Linked DNA regions of Mus musculus: regions 1, 2, 3, 4 and 6 are each linked to region 5. Evidence: chromatin contacts called from public Hi-C and promoter capture Hi-C data. All regions are on one chromosome and are shown on one strand. The core of a region is the stretch at or near the end of the contact, and the rest is flanking DNA. Distances in the headings are between cores, read along the strand shown.

What was found. Promoter capture Hi-C pulls out the DNA fragments that hold promoters and counts their contacts. A called contact is a pair of places that touch in the nucleus more often than the background predicts. Capture Hi-C pulls out chosen DNA fragments and counts their contacts.
Region 1: a promoter capture Hi-C map of HPC-7-derived erythroid cells shows a contact between it and region 5, with 3 times the contacts expected there. The contact joins the promoter of Lin9 here to the promoter of Hnrnpu in region 5. A contact is called at or near these places in 2 of 39 promoter capture datasets (HPC-7-derived erythroid cells and pre-B cells).
Region 2: a Hi-C map of B cells shows a contact between it and region 5, with 5 read pairs. The contact joins the promoter of Kmo here to the promoter of Hnrnpu in region 5. A contact is called at or near these places in 3 of 39 promoter capture datasets (liver and pre-B cells) and 1 of 484 Hi-C or Micro-C datasets (B cells).
Region 3: a promoter capture Hi-C map of pre-B cells shows a contact between it and region 5, with 4 times the contacts expected there. The contact joins the promoter of Opn3 here to the promoter of Hnrnpu in region 5. A contact is called at or near these places in 1 of 39 promoter capture datasets (pre-B cells), 1 of 115 datasets of contacts at active chromatin or transcription factors (extraembryonic endoderm stem cells) and 1 of 9 other capture datasets (adipose tissue).
Region 4: a promoter capture Hi-C map of pre-B cells shows a contact between it and region 5, with 2.9 times the contacts expected there. The contact joins the promoter of Pycr2 here to the promoter of Hnrnpu in region 5. A contact is called at or near these places in 2 of 39 promoter capture datasets (neutrophils and pre-B cells).
Region 6: a promoter capture Hi-C map of adipose tissue shows a contact between it and region 5, with 2.6 times the contacts expected there. The contact joins the promoter of H3f3a here to the promoter of Hnrnpu in region 5.

Annotation. Positions count from the first base shown.
Region 1 is chr1:180,639,744-180,642,443 of GRCm38.p6, reverse strand. It overlaps Lin9 (lin-9 homolog (C. elegans)), which reads right to left and starts at 1,294. Exons shown (of 15, transcript NM_001103182.2): 1 at 1,047-1,294. The coding sequence starts at 1,125.
Region 2 is chr1:175,630,881-175,633,580 of GRCm38.p6, reverse strand. Kmo (kynurenine 3-monooxygenase (kynurenine 3-hydroxylase)) reads right to left here and starts at 1,388. Exons shown (of 15, transcript NM_133809.1): 1 at 1,308-1,388. The coding sequence starts at 1,361.
Region 3 is chr1:175,691,342-175,694,127 of GRCm38.p6, reverse strand. Opn3 (opsin 3) reads left to right here and starts at 1,496. Exons shown (of 4, transcript NM_010098.3): 1 at 1,496-1,958. The coding sequence starts at 1,592. Gm39707 (a long non-coding RNA gene) reads right to left here and starts at 1,082. Exons shown (of 3, transcript XR_865748.2): 1 at 1,037-1,082.
Region 4 is chr1:180,902,830-180,905,542 of GRCm38.p6, reverse strand. It overlaps Pycr2 (pyrroline-5-carboxylate reductase family, member 2), which reads right to left and starts at 1,269. Exons shown (of 7, transcript NM_133705.2): 1 at 1,013-1,269; 2 at 729-799. The coding sequence starts at 1,079.
Region 5 is chr1:178,336,417-178,339,158 of GRCm38.p6, reverse strand. It overlaps Hnrnpu (heterogeneous nuclear ribonucleoprotein U), which reads left to right and starts at 1,344. Exons shown (of 14, transcript NM_016805.3): 1 at 1,344-2,206. The coding sequence starts at 1,588.
Region 6 is chr1:180,812,342-180,815,043 of GRCm38.p6, reverse strand. It overlaps H3f3a (H3.3 histone A), which reads left to right and starts at 1,439. Exons shown (of 4, transcript NM_008210.5): 1 at 1,439-1,573.

The DNA of each region.
Region 1 (2,700 bases), core at 45-2,544, 2.3 Mb before region 5:
TGGCTGTCCTGGAGCTTGGTATGTAGACTGGGTGGGCCTCGAACTCGGAGATCCACCTGCCTCTTCCTACCGAGTGCTGAGATTAAAGATGTGCGCCACCACACCTGCGAACCTTTCGTTGACCAAGGGCTACAAATACACACCACAGAGTACGTGTTGCTTCAAGACCATTTTGTAACTAAAATGCCTTTTAATAATGTGTGCAATATGAAAATTACAAAATTGTTCCCTTGTCCTTAGGTCGCAGAGTAGCTGGCTTTACTGTCTGCGGACAGGTGAACATCCGTCTCAGAGGTTGTGAGTATAGAAGGAGAAGTGAGGCAGTGAACAGGGGTGGGTGTCAGGCAGAATAACATACTTATATGGGCTGCGGTGCTCACATCCGTGTGTAATGCCCACCCCACAGTCTAGAGACACATCCACTCAGGAGGGAGACTGGGAATGGGGCTACCTCGGCACTGTATCCCGGCTGGATCATCTCCGGAAAGGTCCAGGGCCACCTGTAGTCCCAGGGGAAGGGGCCAAGCCTGTGTGACACGGAAGAAAACACTTCCAGGATGGACGCGGGGGGTCGGGGGGAGCGATCACAAGTGCCTGCAGAAGCAGGAGCCGTCAGAGGATCAGATCGGAGGCCCGGGGCACCAAGAGGGGCTGTGTCCCCGGTGCCCAGCCCGAGCCCTCCCGGCCCCCGGCCGGCGAGTTACATAACCGGGCGGGCGAGGAGGACGGCGCCCGCAACTGGGGGGCCGCTCTTCGCCCACCCCGGCCGGCGACAGCAGTCGCTCCGGGAGAGCAGCCGCCGACTCCGTCAGGACAGGCTGGACTCCCGGGCTTTCGGTTTCCGGCGCTGGCGCTCGCACAACCCCAGAAACAGACACACAAGACACCATAACAAAGGCGGCGACGCGGCGGCAGCGCCTGAGGAGGAAGGCCGGGGACTGCGGTGGGCTGGCGGCCATCCCACCTGCCCGGCAACCGGACTCGGCCGGTGCGACCCCGGGACGGGCAACCGGCGGGAAGGAGGGCTGCTCTGAGACGCTACTTACTCTCGTCAGGCAACTGGTCGAGCTCCGCCATCTTGAACGAGCCGCGCCGCTTTTTCAAAGGCTGCCCGCCCCGGTGCATTGTGGGGCGGAGACTGTCTGCGAGGGAGGTTCGAATGAGGAGCTCGCGGCCCGCGGCGCCTGCTCCCGCCAGGCCGTCCGGCTCCGCCCGAGCCCGGCGGGAGGGGGCCTCGGGGCCTCGCCCGCACCCCGGGCCGGGCCCGGAGGAGGACAGGGGACGCCTCGCCGAGAGGCCCGGTAGGGCCGAGCGCGGGGGGCGCGGCGCCAGCACCGATGCGCCCGCCCGCGCCGCCCCCCTCGCCTGCGCTCGCTCCCGGCGCGCGGCCCGCGCTGCGGCTGCGGGAACTGCAGGCCGGTTCCCGAGGGGAGCGGGACGCAGGCCCGGGCCGGTGGCGCGGCGGACGAGACCTGGGTTCCTGGTCGCTTGGCACGGAGGGGGCTCTGCCCAAAGTAACGTGGACTCGGCTCCCCAGATCGCGTTTCTCCGGCGCCCCGGCCCCTGCCCTTCCCCCCCACCGAGTGCCCGGGCCGCGGCGTCCGCTTCGCCTGCAGGTCACGGACGCGGGGTCCGGGCGGCCCGGGCCGGAACCTGAGCTGCGAGCGGCCGGGACGAGACCTTGAGAGGTCACCAAGTTGGTGTAGGCCGAGGGCTAGTGAACTGTCCTGCTTTCTTTCTCTAATGCGCTCCACCCGAGACCGGTAGTGAGCTGGGAGCCTCACAGTGACTAAGGATGCTTGGGGAAGACACAAGTGACACTAGCCAAGTGTAATGAAACTGGATGGGGATTCCTCCCTTGCTGAAAGAAGCCGGGAAAGATTTCACGGTTCCCATCTGTAACACTTTCTAGTATTTAAACCACGGTGGCTTTTCAACTACTATTTTTACAAGCGTGGTTGATCTCCGGGGTGGGTCTATTCTCCAGGGATTTATGAGGAGGGGGTAGTCGGCGAATGGAGAATTTAAAACAAAACAAAAACGAGTGGATGAGTGACTTCCACAAACTAAAAAGTTTAAAGATGGTTCAGTGAGGTGAGAGCAGATCTAGACAGGCCAGCCCAGGCTAAGTTGGGCTTGGTAAAAAGAATAAAGCGAGGTCTTAAGTAGTACGAAGGGCAGGCTTTCATTTCTTTTCTAGAACACATTCAAGAATGTGAGGCACAGGTTGGAGAAAGACAAGATGAGACTCTTGGGCGAGCAATAGAGTGGAAGACTTCAGGCTCAGGAAAAGGGCAGCAGGCTGTGAAAGTTAAGGGTGCAACTTGGGCTGCTACTTGTATCAGTCCCAGGCAAGCTTAATACTTGTGCTTCAACTTCTCCTCAGTAAAATGCAGGCAAAAATTCCACTCTTGCTTAATGAGTGGAAAGAACTTATAATGGCTCCTTGCAGCCAGCTGTTTGCTGCTACAGCCTCCAGTTTATAGACAGTAGGGAGTACCGCTGAATCTGGGGTGGAGGGAGGGGCAGGATGGAAAATCCACCTTTCGAGAGGTGAGGGGAAAGACTAGTGCGAGCAAGAGAAGCACATGGGTGCTGGCCCTTCTGGGCCCAGGGTAAGTGGGGGAGGAGGTGGGCGGGAAGTAAAACGTTGTAACAAAGTAACCTAGCCTTCTGAGAGAATCTAACCCCCCCTGAGCC
Region 2 (2,700 bases), core at 139-2,638, 2.7 Mb after region 5:
TATTCATTTTCCCGAGAAGCGGTGTGACCGGATTGTAGAGAGGTTCTCTTCTTAATTTTAAAGAGCATCTGTGATGATTTCAATTAATTGGAACCAGTTTTAGAATACTGAAGTTCTATTGAGAGAAAAAAATGTACGCTTTTGTTATTTGCTTACTTGCTTGTTTTAAGGGAGCTAGCTTTGGCTAAGAAAATACGACACACATACACACTCCTCTCAATACCATCTCACCTCTTGCTAGGTCTGAGTGACAGCCTTGTGACCTTACCTGCTCGCATAAGAAGTAAGGGACCCACTCACTACCCTGTCAATGGAGCAGCCAAGTAATTTGGGTGGGCAAGTGTGTTACTTCCCACTTATCAGAATAGCTAGTGAGTATCTAATAGGGTTTTTTTGTTTGTTTGTTTTTGTTTTTGTTTTTGTTTTTTAATTTCATGTGTCTTGACCCTTTTCTTCTGAGTAGAGAGTACTGGGCTTATTAACCAGAGTGGGACAAAACTTTTTTATTATAATGACCTGAGATACATTCCTGTTTTAAAGAAAAGTCATGTTTGGAAGCAAAATAAAGTGAAATCTGTTTTGTCTTTTAGGGGATGCTAAATCAAAATGATAAAATAGACACTCGTGTATTTAGTGGATATCAAATACAGTTCCTGGAAGGAATAATTTAAAACAAATGCTGTTACCCATATTTATTGCCGTGATGGCTGCTGGTGAATGAACGAATGAAGAAAATATGGTACACACACACACAATGGAGTAGTGTTTGGCGGTAAAGAAGAATGAAATCCTGTTATTTAAAAACAAAAATGTGTCTTAGGTCATCTCAGTAAGAATGAGTGGATTTGGAGGACATTGGGATAAGTGAGATATAAATACATAAGACAAGTTCTGCATATTTTCTGTCACGTATGGAAATTACTCGCGCGCGCGCGCGCGCGCGCACACACACACACACACACACACACACACACATACATGGGGTGGGGAGAGGTAAGAGAGGGAGAGAAGAAGAAGAAAGAAGACCTAAAATTTTAAGAGAGACTGAGGAGATGTGGGAGACGGAAGAGTGTGGAAGGGTAGAGAGACATAATCAGTACTGGACATGGTATTCATAGAAATGTCAGCGATCAGTGTGTATTAATAACTGTAGTGAAAAGCAATACCATATTTATAGCAAATATATTTAAACCTTAAAAGGTTTAACTATCAGAATCAACAACCCACACACAATAAAAAAATCATTAGTGAGATAATAATAATAAAAATAAATGCCCAAAGAGCAGTAAACGCCTGGGCAGTCTCACCAAACCACCGCCAATAACAGCCACTCTTTTCCCCTGAGTATCAGACGATGCCATAGCTTCCAGAACACCTCTGTTCAGGTCGGAACTCTCTGTCCTACATGCTGATGTTTTGCGATCTTTTTATTGCCAGAAGTCCAGAGCCTTTGTGAGCCAGAAGCAAGGTTTGGTCAAAGCTCACTTCCTCTGATAAGTGTTTAACTCACTAGAAGCTCAAAGTCTAATCAGCTTGGCTCTCGGAGACAATTCACCGCGATAACCAAAATTTCAAAAACCCAGTCTCATATGAGACACCTTTTCTGTTTAAATAGCATCCTCGGGGCTTTTCTTCTTCTCCTTCTGTGGTGTGTGTCAGTTTCGTTTTCATTCGAAATGTGGCTTTGAATGAAACTTGTGTTATCTGGGGTTCTGAAGCGTCTTCCCTTTCTCAGAGGGAGATGACCTGAATTCATAGCTAATTCCTGCTGTTACTGAGAACAACCACGAATTTGACCTGAAAGGACTTTGTGGGCTTGTTGCCTTAACTGTCTCTGCTGGGAAACATTCTCTGCTGTCATAATAATCTCCTGAGTAGGATTTCTAGAGGTGTAACTAGACTGACCAGAGTTTTGCTTTGTTTGTTTTTTTCTTGCCTAGGACTTTAGAATCTAGCTCATGCTTTGCCATGGGCAAGATGGTGAACACCCTGCATCTCTACTCAAATGTGTGGTTTGAGGGTGTCTCATCACTTTGACATCTCTACTTCATTTGAAACGTATAGTGCTTGGTTTGGGGGCCTATTCGTGAGTTGTGCTTCTTTTCTAGATCGTATTGTGATTAAAATAAAATAAGAGCATCAATGAAGATTTATTGGTTTTTCCAATTTCTGATGAGAACACAAATGGCATTTCTTTGGGTAGGGACTGGAAGGAAACACCACCCGATAGTGCCCCTGTAGGAGAGTATGTTAGACGTGCTAGAAAAAGGCTGAGTCATTATAGTATGCTATATATCACACAGAATGAAGTTAAAGATTTGGCAAGGGCATACAAAGAAGGGTAATATTGTAGATTCTGTCTCTTTAGGAGCCTATCTCTCTTGTCCAGAGACAAGCATCTTGCAGTGGTTTGCTGTGCTAATTCCTGGTTCCTCTCCAAGGTCCCTGAAGCTTTCTCTCCCTCCTTCCTGTCTTCCTTTCTCCATCCCTTCCCTTCCCTTCTTTCTACCTTCCTTGCTTTCCCTCTTGGCCTCATTTTCTCTCTTCCTCTTCATTCCCGTCCTTTTCAATATAAATGTTAGCAGATTTCACACCCCTTTCCACCCTAATTTTTCTTTCAATTTACTTCAGTATCAATATAGAGAAAAACGTGTCTTTTTAGAAGCTTTTTAAAAATGAAGGAGTATTGCACATGCAAGT
Region 3 (2,786 bases), core at 247-2,746, 2.6 Mb after region 5:
GCACACACAACCTCTTAGTCAAGTGCTCAGTGCAGCAGGGTATCAAGCTATCTCGTCACTTAGCTGACTATTGAAGACTTTTGAGATGCACTGAGTCTAACACAAGTGGGAGGAGGGGTGGACACTGGTGCACACCAATTTAGTTTCCACAAACCAGTCATTAGTGCCTATGACATCTTCAGGTGCATGCAGCTCGGGACATTTTCCTCTCGTGGGTAGTCGTTGGGGACTGCAGTGGAGACAGAGAAAGCAGGCCTAAAGAAGTGACGTTCACAATCTATATTTGACTTGTTCTATATTTGCATTGCTGCTGGGGAAAGGTCCAGTGGAAAATGCGTGCTGTTCTAAATATATCCTCTCTATACCTGCTAGATTTGGATTGAAGCCTTAGGGGGCGGGGCACTGCTCAAGAGATCACCTCCAGAGAAGCATTTGGACTGGATTGTGTATCAGGTGTACCTACTGCAGACTGAGAAGGCTTGGGATCCAGTGGAAGGGTGACTTGGGTGTCACTCTGATGCTATTTCCTTCCTTATTCTGGGGCTCTGAGAGTGGCAGCTCAGAACACTGTCATAAACGCTGGGACATATCTTCCAGCTCTAAGGTAGTTGAGACTCAGCCTGCTGCGTTTGTTTGTTTGTTTTTAACGTCAGGTTCCCTGTTTATGAGATCATTTCGCTGGCGCTCTACTTCGGGCATTTCAGTGTTTTGTTTTCTTTCTATTGGGTGTATGAGGTGGGGGTGGGTGTTATTATAGCTTCCCAGGAAAGAGAGTATTTCATTCAGCATGCTTAACTGAGTTAAGCGCAGGCGTTCATAAATATTTATGAATGAGTGTATGCTAGGGTGAGTGACTTAACGGGTGAATGGACGAGATGCTTTAGAGTCCGTTGAGGGCTGTGAGGATCCGCTGTGGCTAATTTACCTCCGTAAGGGAGTTTACTTTCTCTTTTTTTCTGTACAGTCTGTTCAGGTTTCCACCTCGGCTTAAGGGTGAAGGAAGCAGAGCAAGAGCTCACTGGTCTCTGAAACTCACCTCTGCTGGGCGGGAACGCGCCCGGGAGGTGGGAGGGGGGAAAAGGGGCGGGCCGCTAAAGCAGTAGGGCGGGGCCACAGCTCAGAGGCGCGGTCAGAGGTTCTAAGAAGGCGGAGCTGTATGCCGGAGGGCGGGGCCAAGGGTGTGAGTCAGAGGGCGGGGTAACAGGAGATTCCGGGAGGGAGGAGCCGCAGGCCAGACTGCGGAAGAGTCTTAGGAGGGCGGGGCCAAAACGGCTGCCGTATGGATGAGGCCGCAAGGTAGAAGGGCGTGGCCTCCAGGGAGGTCCCGTGGGAGGGACTGCAAGTGCTAGCTAGTGGGGCTCGGGACCCACGCGGGAGGGTGGGATAGCAAGAACGCTAGGAGGGCGGAGTTTCATGCGGTGGGGCGGGGTCCTAGCACCGAAGGGCGGGGCCTCGGGTGCGCGCGGGTTGGGCGGGCCTGGCGCGGCTCCCGGGCACAATGGCCTGAGCGGCCCGCAGAGCGTGAGATCCACCCTGTTCGGGCCGCCCGGCTCACCGAGCCCTCTCTCTCACGGCGCGCCGGCGTCGGGCCATGTACTCGGGGAACCGTAGTGGCGACCAGGGCTACTGGGAGGACGGGGCGGGCGCCGAGGGCGCAGCACCGGCGGGCACGCGGAGCCCCGCGCCTCTCTTCAGCCCCACCGCGTACGAGCGCCTGGCGCTGCTACTCGGCTGCCTCGCGCTGCTGGGCGTCGGCGGCAACCTGCTGGTGCTGCTTCTCTACTCCAAGTTCCCGAGACTGCGCACGCCCACCCACCTCTTCCTGGTCAACCTGAGCCTGGGCGACCTGCTGGTATCCCTGTTCGGAGTCACCTTCACCTTCGCGTCGTGCCTGCGGAACGGCTGGGTGTGGGACGCCGTGGGCTGCGCGTGGGACGGGTTTAGCGGCAGCCTCTTTGGTGAGTCGCCCGGGACGCGTTCTCCTTGCCTCTCAACTTTCCCCCGGGTACATCAGCTCTGGGCCTCCGTCCTCCCCGGGATCGTCCCTGATAGCCAGTCATCACCCACAACTCCCTCTCTCTCCTCGAGAACCTCCCTTAGATACCCAACCCTCGCCTCCCTTCTCCCTTTCATCTGGTCTTCATCCCCAACTCTGTTTCCCTCCTTGCCTGGATTTACACACCCTTCTTCCCAGCCAGTCACCAACCCCAGCCCCTCCTGCCTCTGTAGCACTTTCCAAAGTCTCCCTGCCGCTGGCCATCTTATTTCCCCTCATCTATTTTTACTTCCTACTGTAGCTCTCAACAGGGCAGCTCACAGTGGACTTTACAGAGGGAGAAAGAAATGAGGCCCTGTAGAGTCAAGAGATGCAAGAAAAAAGTCAACTCCTGAACAGTGGAGGCGAGAACAAGGAGAGATTTAATTCACAAATTTAGTATTTGTTCCTCAGAATGACATGTAGAATCCTAAATAACGCAGTATTTTACCCCCTTTCACTCGTTAGCAATTATAAACAGTTGAATGCTTCCTAGGGGATGAGACTTTTTTTTTTTTTTAATTTCCTGTACATAGGTTCTGTCACACCAGAGGTTACAAATGGCGCAAAGGAGTCCAACTCATAATTAGCAGGGCAGCCAGTACATTTAATTGAAGTAGAACTTGTTGCTTTCTTGAAGATTTATATTGAGAATTGACAGGTTGAAGGTTGACTGATCCAGTATTCTAAGCCTGGGAAAAACGTGTGTGTGTGTGTGTCCCCTAGGGATTTTGTTTGTATAACGATTTAA
Region 4 (2,713 bases), core at 20-2,519, 2.6 Mb before region 5:
ACAGCTGTTTACCGGAGTAACAAGTCTCCACGGGGCCCCCTCTAGGGCTCTGAGGTGCATAGCTGGGGTCCTACAGCGTTGGGGACATAAGCCTATACTAGGCACAAACAGTATCCACAGTGCTTCATCTGCTCACCTGTCCCACATTGGCCAGATGTTAGAAGACTTGGGACATTAAGCTTTATTGAATAAAGAAACTACGTAACTCACCAAGTCCCCTAGCAACGCTGTCATTTACAACATCGGTAAGCAGAATTTTCCAGACTTAGAAGCCAACACGGGCTATGCAGTGAAATTCAAAGCAGACTAACAAAAAGAACCTTTTTTTTTAAAGAATTATTTATTTATTATATGTAAGTACACTGTAGCTGTCTTCAGACACTCCAGAAAAGGGCATCAGATTTTGTTAAGGGATGGCTGTGAGCCACCATATGGTTGCTGGATTGAACTCAGGACCTTCGGAAGAACAGTCTGTGCTCTTACCCGCTGAGCCATCTCACCAGCCCAAAAAGAACCTTTCTTATATGCCTACTTTCACCCCAGTAGGATCCGACACTAACTTTGCCTGGGAGCTCCCACCACACAAGGCTGCCTCAGAGAAGGTGCAGGGCTTACAATGATGACTTCCCTAAAGGAGAGTCGGAGCCTGCCAGACTCAGGGCATCTCCGGACACGCTTTTCCTGGGCCTCTTCCTCTTGCCCACTTCCCTCCATCCCTCCTAGCCTACCCTGAGCGCAGACACCGTGGGCAGGTCCATATCCGGGGAGCTGGCTATTATCTTGTGAGCCGACAGGACGCCTACAGAAAACAAAGTTTTTCAACTGTAGATCATGGCCCAATCATGCAGTCCATCAATGGAAGCCAACAGCAGCTCTAGCAGTGCCGGCCTCCGACGCTATGCTCCCAGCAGATGGATGCAAATCTACCATCCATTCACATTCACTCATCGCCCACCCACCCACTCACTCACTCGTTCACTCTGGTGAGAGGGAAGGCTGACCACGCGCTCACCCGCGGCCGTGAAGCCCCGCGCCAGAGCACAGGCCAGCTGGCCTGCGCCGATGAAACCCACGCTCATGGCCGCAGGATCCCGGCGAGCGCCGATCCGGGGACTCTGGGGATCCCGGGGTCAGTGTCCGCGCGTGGAAAAAGATGGACCCGAATTGCTCGGAACAGCTTTCAAACCGGGATGCACCAGATGAACTGCTAGAGAGGCCCCAAGTATCCCAGAGCATCCACCGCCAAATACGCAGCCTCCGGTTGGCCACGTGTCCAAGGCAACCAATCCGAGGCTCGGGTCTGGGGCGGACCAATCGGCATCGCCGTCAGGCCGTGCGCCCGCCTCCTGATCGCGCAGCGGGTGGAACCTGTTAGCTCCGCTGGTGCGGGTCTGCTTGGCCCTGCCTGGGACACTGGTAATTCCTGGTTAGAAGAGTTGGTTTCTAACTCTGGTTCAGGAGTGAGATCTCCAAAACGCCTATTAGAGATGTACCCCTCATGGACACCAGGCTACAGCTAGCCAGCTTCGGCATGCTCCTTCCGAAGTAGAACTAGGTAGAAAAGACGAATTACTAGATCATGATTTGTTGATTTATTTAGTGATTTCCTTAAAGCACTGCTTGCACGGCCTGTTGGCCAAGCATGACTTCTCTTGCTACCCGGAACAGGGCGACCTGGAGAAACAGCTGAGACAGTGAGAAATGACTGCTTGTTTGTCCACCCCACCTTGTGGTTTTAGAGTATACAAAGAGACCCAGCATCGAAGCTTTTCAGGAGCTGTCCCGAATCACCAGTGACATCTCCTCTCTTCCATTAGAATTGTATTGTTTATTCCCAGAAAGATTTCTCGAAACATGTCCAGACGCACCAGAGGGCTCAGGAACAGCCACAAGTTGGGTTTGACTTTTGGAAAGTGTTTCACTATGTAGCCCAGGCTGTTCTTGAACTAGTGACCTTCCTGCCTCATCCTCTTGAGGGATGGGATTATAGGCGTGTAGTACATACATTTCTATAGTATACCAATCATAAGCAGTTTCCCAACGCCACCGAAACGTTATTTTACACAAGATTCTAACGTGTATTTATTCCATTAATGGACGAACCAAACAGTTAAAGTGGAACGATTTTTTTTTTCTGGCCAGAATCTCTTGCTTTGTTGCCCAGGCTAGACTTAAGTTCCTGAACTCAATGGACCTTCCTACCAGTCTTCCTAGAATTGGAAACTACATACATACTATCTGCTTTCTTGTATTCTGCTACAGTGAGGTAGATGAATAGCTACCTTCCCACCCAGCCATTTGGGACACACCCTCCAGGAGTGCCCCACCCTGACCCTACCGTCCAGCCCTTCCCTTCCGGACCTCCCAGCCAATAGGAAAACCAGTTCAGCCTCCTCCCTCCCCTCTCCCCGGGTTCTCCGCCCCCAGCATCATTTTTATCAGTGCCTCAGGGCCTTCACCCTTGTCTTATCCTTAAGTAACACGCCTGCCCCTTCTGAGAATTAGGAAGAACCAGACAATGGGACAGAGTACTGAGGTGTCCCAGGCTAGGCAGATGGCCAATCTGCAGCAGCCAACCCTCCCTTAGCTCCCTGTATTACACAGGAATCCATGTCTATTACCCAAAAATTAGGTTCAGTAGAAAGCTATGTCTTTCTTTTTCTTTCTTCTTTCTTCTTTCTTCCTTCCTTTCTTTCTTTTTTCCTTTCTTTCT
Region 5 (2,742 bases), core at 95-2,594:
GGGTGAGGGGATGGGGGTGGGTGGGTGGGGTGCCTCTGCTTCCTGAGCGCTGGAGCCAAACTTGGGTGTCACCACTGCCTGCCTGGCTGACACTGAATTCTTGATCATCTTACCTGTATCTCCCAAGTGTTGAAATTATACACATGTACCACCAAGCATAGCTTGGGTGCAATCTACACAGGAAGGCCCCAGTGTAGAAATTAAATTCTATATAAAAGTTTCAAGAACACAACATATTTAATGCCAGAAAACAAATCATAATTTTTTTTCTTTTCTTTTTTGAGATAGGGTCTGGTATTCAACCCAGATAAGCCTGGAATTTACTAAGTAGCCCAGGCTAGCTTTTAACTCTTGATACTTCTGCCTCACTCTGCCAAGTAATAGAACTACAGGTGTTTTCTTTTTTTACTAAATCCCAGCCTTTTGTTACTACCAGTTTGTAGACAAGTCAGCAGGTATACAAACATGTTTAGAGTGGCTGAAAAAACAGGGAGAGGATCAAAGTGCATAATCTAGCTGGGTGCTGGCTGTCTTCCTCATCTGTAATTAAAGGGTCTCCAAACTGGTGGATCAGATTTGCAGGGGACAGAGGCCTATCTTTATAGTACAACGAGGGGAACTTCCATGAAAATCTAAGGCTTACTCAAAGGTCAATAGAAAATACGGTGAGTAGCAACACAAGGCCCGCTCTATATGGCTGTTAGGCATGGTGGAGTACAGCAAGCCTCTTTCCCAAACCTTGCACCACTGGTTGGGGAAGAGACAAAAGAAAGGCTCTGGCCTCGCCCTTGCGGAACTTAAAATAAGTCCGACTGGCAAGGCAGGACTTGTAAAATTTAAAAACGCAGTTAAATGGTGGAAAAACTAAACAAAACACCACCTTTGCATAACAATCGCCTATGGGTGTTCTACAGGGCAGCGGTGGAAACTTGAAGAGTTTTTTAAACCTAGAGCCGGAGGGACAAAAAAAAAAACAAAAACCAAAACAAAAAAAAAAAAACCCAAGAAACAACAACAAAAAAAACAACCCGAAAACCAAAAAACTAAACTAAGATGGAAGAAAGGAGGTTGTTCTCGAGTGGAAAATGCCAGGTGAGGACTGAAGGCGGGTGGAGGAGAGCCTCCGCCAGGACACAGAAGGCAGAGCGCCGGTGGAGCGCGGCGGCTCAAGAGCCGGAAAGGCCGGCGGCCACTGCGGCGGGTCCGTTTAACCGAAAGGTGGCTTCTAAGAGCCTCCATTTGCGCGGTCCGGCCCAGCGCGGAGGTCGCGCAGTGGGGGCGGGGCGGGGCCTGCGCGCGCAGCCGCTCTAGCGGGCCTCGCCTCGGCAGGGGGCGGGGCGCCTATATTACGTGCGCGGCGCCGCCCCTGCGAGAGGACGTTGCGTGCTCGCTCGCGCCGGGCGAGTCTCCGCGTCTTGCCTCGCGAACTCGGTGAAAGGAATTGGCGCCGTTCGACACCAGGCGGGTCCGTTCTGCAGCAGCACTCAGCCATCTCCAGCCGCAGCCGCCGCCCGGGCCGACCAGCAGCAGCCGCCGCCGCCACAGGCCGAGGGAGCCAGCAGTCAGCGGGGAACCGGGGCCCTCAACATGAGTTCTTCGCCTGTTAATGTCAAGAAGCTGAAGGTGTCGGAGCTGAAGGAGGAGCTCAAGAAGCGGCGCCTCTCCGACAAGGGCCTCAAGGCCGATCTCATGGATCGACTCCAGGCCGCGCTGGACAACGAGGCAGGAGGCCGCCCCGCCATGGAGCCCGGGAACGGCAGTCTCGACCTAGGTGGCGATGCGGCCGGGCGCTCGGGAGCGGGCCTAGAGCAGGAGGCCGCGGCTGGCGCCGAAGACGACGAGGAGGAGGAGGGCATCGCCGCTCTGGACGGCGACCAGATGGAGCTGGGCGAGGAGAACGGGGCGGCGGGGGCGGCTGACGCCGGCGCGATGGAGGAAGAGGAGGCAGCGTCGGAAGACGAGAACGGCGACGACCAGGGCTTCCAGGAGGGGGAAGACGAGCTCGGCGACGAGGAGGAGGGCGCGGGCGACGAGAACGGTCACGGGGAGCAGCAGTCCCAACCGCCGGCAGCGGCGGCGCAGCAGCAGCCTTCCCAGCAGCGTGGTGCCGGCAAGGAGGCCGCGGGCAAGAGCAGCGGCCCCACCTCGCTCTTCGCGGTGACGGTGGCGCCGCCAGGGGCGAGGCAGGGCCAACAGCAGGCGGGAGGTAAGAAGGCGGAAGGTGGCGGGTGAGTGTTGCGTGATGGGTGCGCGTGGCGGTGGGGACCGTGCCCCAGGCCTGCCGGGGCCCCTCGGGGCGAGCGCCGCGGGAGGGTGGGGGCGGGGGAGCCCCGGGAGGCTCTGCTCGCCATGCCGGCGGCGCCTCCATTATGTATGTCGGGCGCCGGGGTGGGGGGAGCGCTGCAGCTGCCGCGGTGGGGGGGCCGGCCGGGCGGGAGCGCCGGCCGCTGGGGCGCTGCGTGCGCGCGGTCCGGGCACATGTCGGCGGTGGGGGGAGGGGAGAAGCCCGAAGGTCCCGGAGCGGGCGGGCTTTGGCGGCTTAGCGCCGCGGTATTGTGCAAGGAGCGCAGGGGCTCGTGGTGACGTCACTTCCGGCGGCAGGCGCGGGGAGCGGGGCGGAAGCTCAGTACAATGCGGCGGCGGGGCACGCGGGCTCGTGTGGGGGAGGGGAGGTGGGCCCAGGCTTCCCCCCCCCTCGTTTGAGCGCGGCCGGCGCACGTGGGCCCGGGCGGTGTCCCGCTT
Region 6 (2,702 bases), core at 190-2,689, 2.5 Mb before region 5:
CAAACAAGCAAGAGGGGAAAAAATGCTTCTTGGCTCAAATTATAGGAATTTTTCACTGGCAGCTCTGTGGAGGGTTTTTTGCATATGTGCATTTAGGGTAGTATCGCAGATTGCATGTGTTCATCAACACTTAACACTCATTAAATAATAATGAAACAGGAGGCCTGGGTTGTTGTTTTTTTTCCCTCTAGGGTCTGTTCCTCAGTTCAGTGACCTTGGCCAAATCCATTTCTTCTCTCATATCTGATTTCCACATATCTGTTTCAGGATAATGTTCATGATAAGACTGCTTTGAGAGGTCTTCAGATTACATGTATGCTACTGTCCTTCATCAGTACCCTACGGGACCTTTGTGACTCTTCTACCGAAAGCCTTCACCCAGAGTTGTGTAGCCTGGTCAATACCACCTGGGGACGGTTCAGATGTTTGTGGGTCACTTAATGAGAACTTGAGCTATGCAGTCTGTTGCCCAAGCTACTGGGCAGAAGGAAAGCGGGAAACAGCTTTTCCTTCTACCTGCCGTTTCAGCCTCCTGTGTCTGACATTAGACTCTTATGTCACGAGATTTCTGCAGCGCTCCTCCAAACAGCGAAGGGGTGGAAAGGCCTACTCTGCCTTAGACTGCTACAGCTGTGTTGCACATTGTCTCAGAGGCTTACAAAATAACAGCCATCTTGCACCAAGAACCGCGGCCTAGGAAGAGGGCGAGCCCTGTCCCTCGGCCCCGGTGCCACCACCTGCGACGCGCTGACAGTCTCCGCACTGCCCCGCAGGCTGCCCCTCCTCTCCCGGGGCTAGAGTCTGCGACCGACTTGTCCTCAGGCGACTTGGCCCGAGCCTCCGGACCGGCCCGCGCTCGGCGGGGAGCGAAGGCGGGAAGAGGCCCGCGGGTCCCCCGCCCCTGGCGCGCCGCGCGGTCCGAAAGTGGGCGCGGGACTGGGGCTTCCACTTTGCCAGCTAGCTTCCCGCTTGGGCGCGTTTTCAACTGGGGCGCGGCGACCGTACGGTCCCGGCCTTCTCCCCGCCCCCACACGGGCCGGGAACCTCGGGGGCGCGCGCGGGGGCGATGCCCCTCCCCCCGCAGGCCGGGCGCTGGTCCGCAGCCCGCGCCGCCCTCCCCGCCCCCACACCCCCCGCTGTGCACCCCAAAGCTGGGCTTCGGGGGCTCACTTAACGCCTGCGTCCGACGGGGAGGGAGTGTGGGCCGGGGACGGACTAGGGCAGACGGCCCCTCGGCGGGCCCCTCGGCGTGTCTTTTGTGTTTGTACACACCGCGAGAGGCGGCGGGAGGAATGGGCGGGCGGCGCGCGGGGGAGGAGCGAGCGCGCGCCAGCGAACGAGCGCGCGGGGGGAGGGGAGGGGCGGGGCGCGCGGGGGCCCTGGGCGGGGCCGAGCCTTCCCTCCATTGTGTGTGATTGGCTGGAGCGCGGCGCGGGGCGGGGCGGCGTGTGTAGGGGAAAGCCTCGGTGTCAGCCATCTTTCAATTGTGTTCGCAGCCTTCGCCGCGCCGCTGCCGCTCTCCAACGCCAGCGCCGCCTCTCGCTTGCCGAGCTCCAGCCGAAGGAGAAGGGGGGTAAGTTTCTCCGTTTGCCCGCCTTCCCGGAGCCGGGCTCCGCTCGCCGTCGGCCTCGTAGGGGCCCACGGAGGCACCCACAGTCCCCCCGGGCTCGACCCGCAAACTTTTTGGCGCAGAAATGGAGATGGGGAGCGAGTTTGCCTTCCGCGGGCGGTGGCGGCGGCGGCTCCCCGGTCTCTCCGTCTCAGCCCAGCAGTGGCACCGCCGCGGCGTCGAGCCTGTCTCCCTCCGGCGCCGCGGGCTCCTCTTTCTTCGGTGAAATCCCTCCCGCTGCCCCTTCCCGGGACCCCAGACCTTCACCATGTCCCGCGCGAGCCTCTTAACTGCCGCCTCCGGGTCCCAGGCCCCAGTTTTTCGGGCGCAAAGGGGGTAAAATCGCCGCCGCTTTCCACCCCGGGCTAACTCGCTTTTTGCTGCCTCTCCACAGTTGTGCCTGAGCTTCACCATCTTGTCTCTCTTCTCTGGTCACCGACCATATTTTTTTTCCCCCCGTTTCTCTCTTCCCCATTTTAAAATGGAAGGAAAAAATTTTAAGAACATTTTTTTGCCTTTTTTGGAGAAAAAGAAACGATGCTTATGAAATGCAGAAAACAAAAAAAAAGAACTTTTGCATTTTTGGAGAGCGGCACGTGGCAGGGGATGGGGTATTTTCGAACGATTTGCTGTTTGTCTCTCTGGAAGGGAATCGGATACGTTTCCAATTGTTTCCATTTTGTGCTAGTCTTCGGGAGCCGAGTCGCTCGTTGCCAGCGCGGGGTGCGGGGACCGAGACGGGCAGGTCCGGTACCCCGAACCTAGGGACCCAGGGGAGGCAGAACCAAAAGTTTATGTGGTGCTGGGTGGGCCGGGCGGCCGGTGTCGAGCGCTAATTAAGCCTGGGTGCGGGGCAGTCGGCTTCCATAGCGAAGCCCGGGAGGGGGACGGGCTTTGTGGAATGCTCACTGGCGATGGCTGTTGTTCTTGCATTTCGAGACGCCTTTTTGTCAACATAACTATAAAGAAACAAACCTCAAGAATGTTTTTAGATATTTACAGCAACCCAACTGCCAGGCGCGAGAGGGGGGCAGCAAACCGAGCGGGGGGGGGGCGCTGAAACCTTTTTCTTTCTTTTTTTTCTTTTTCTTTT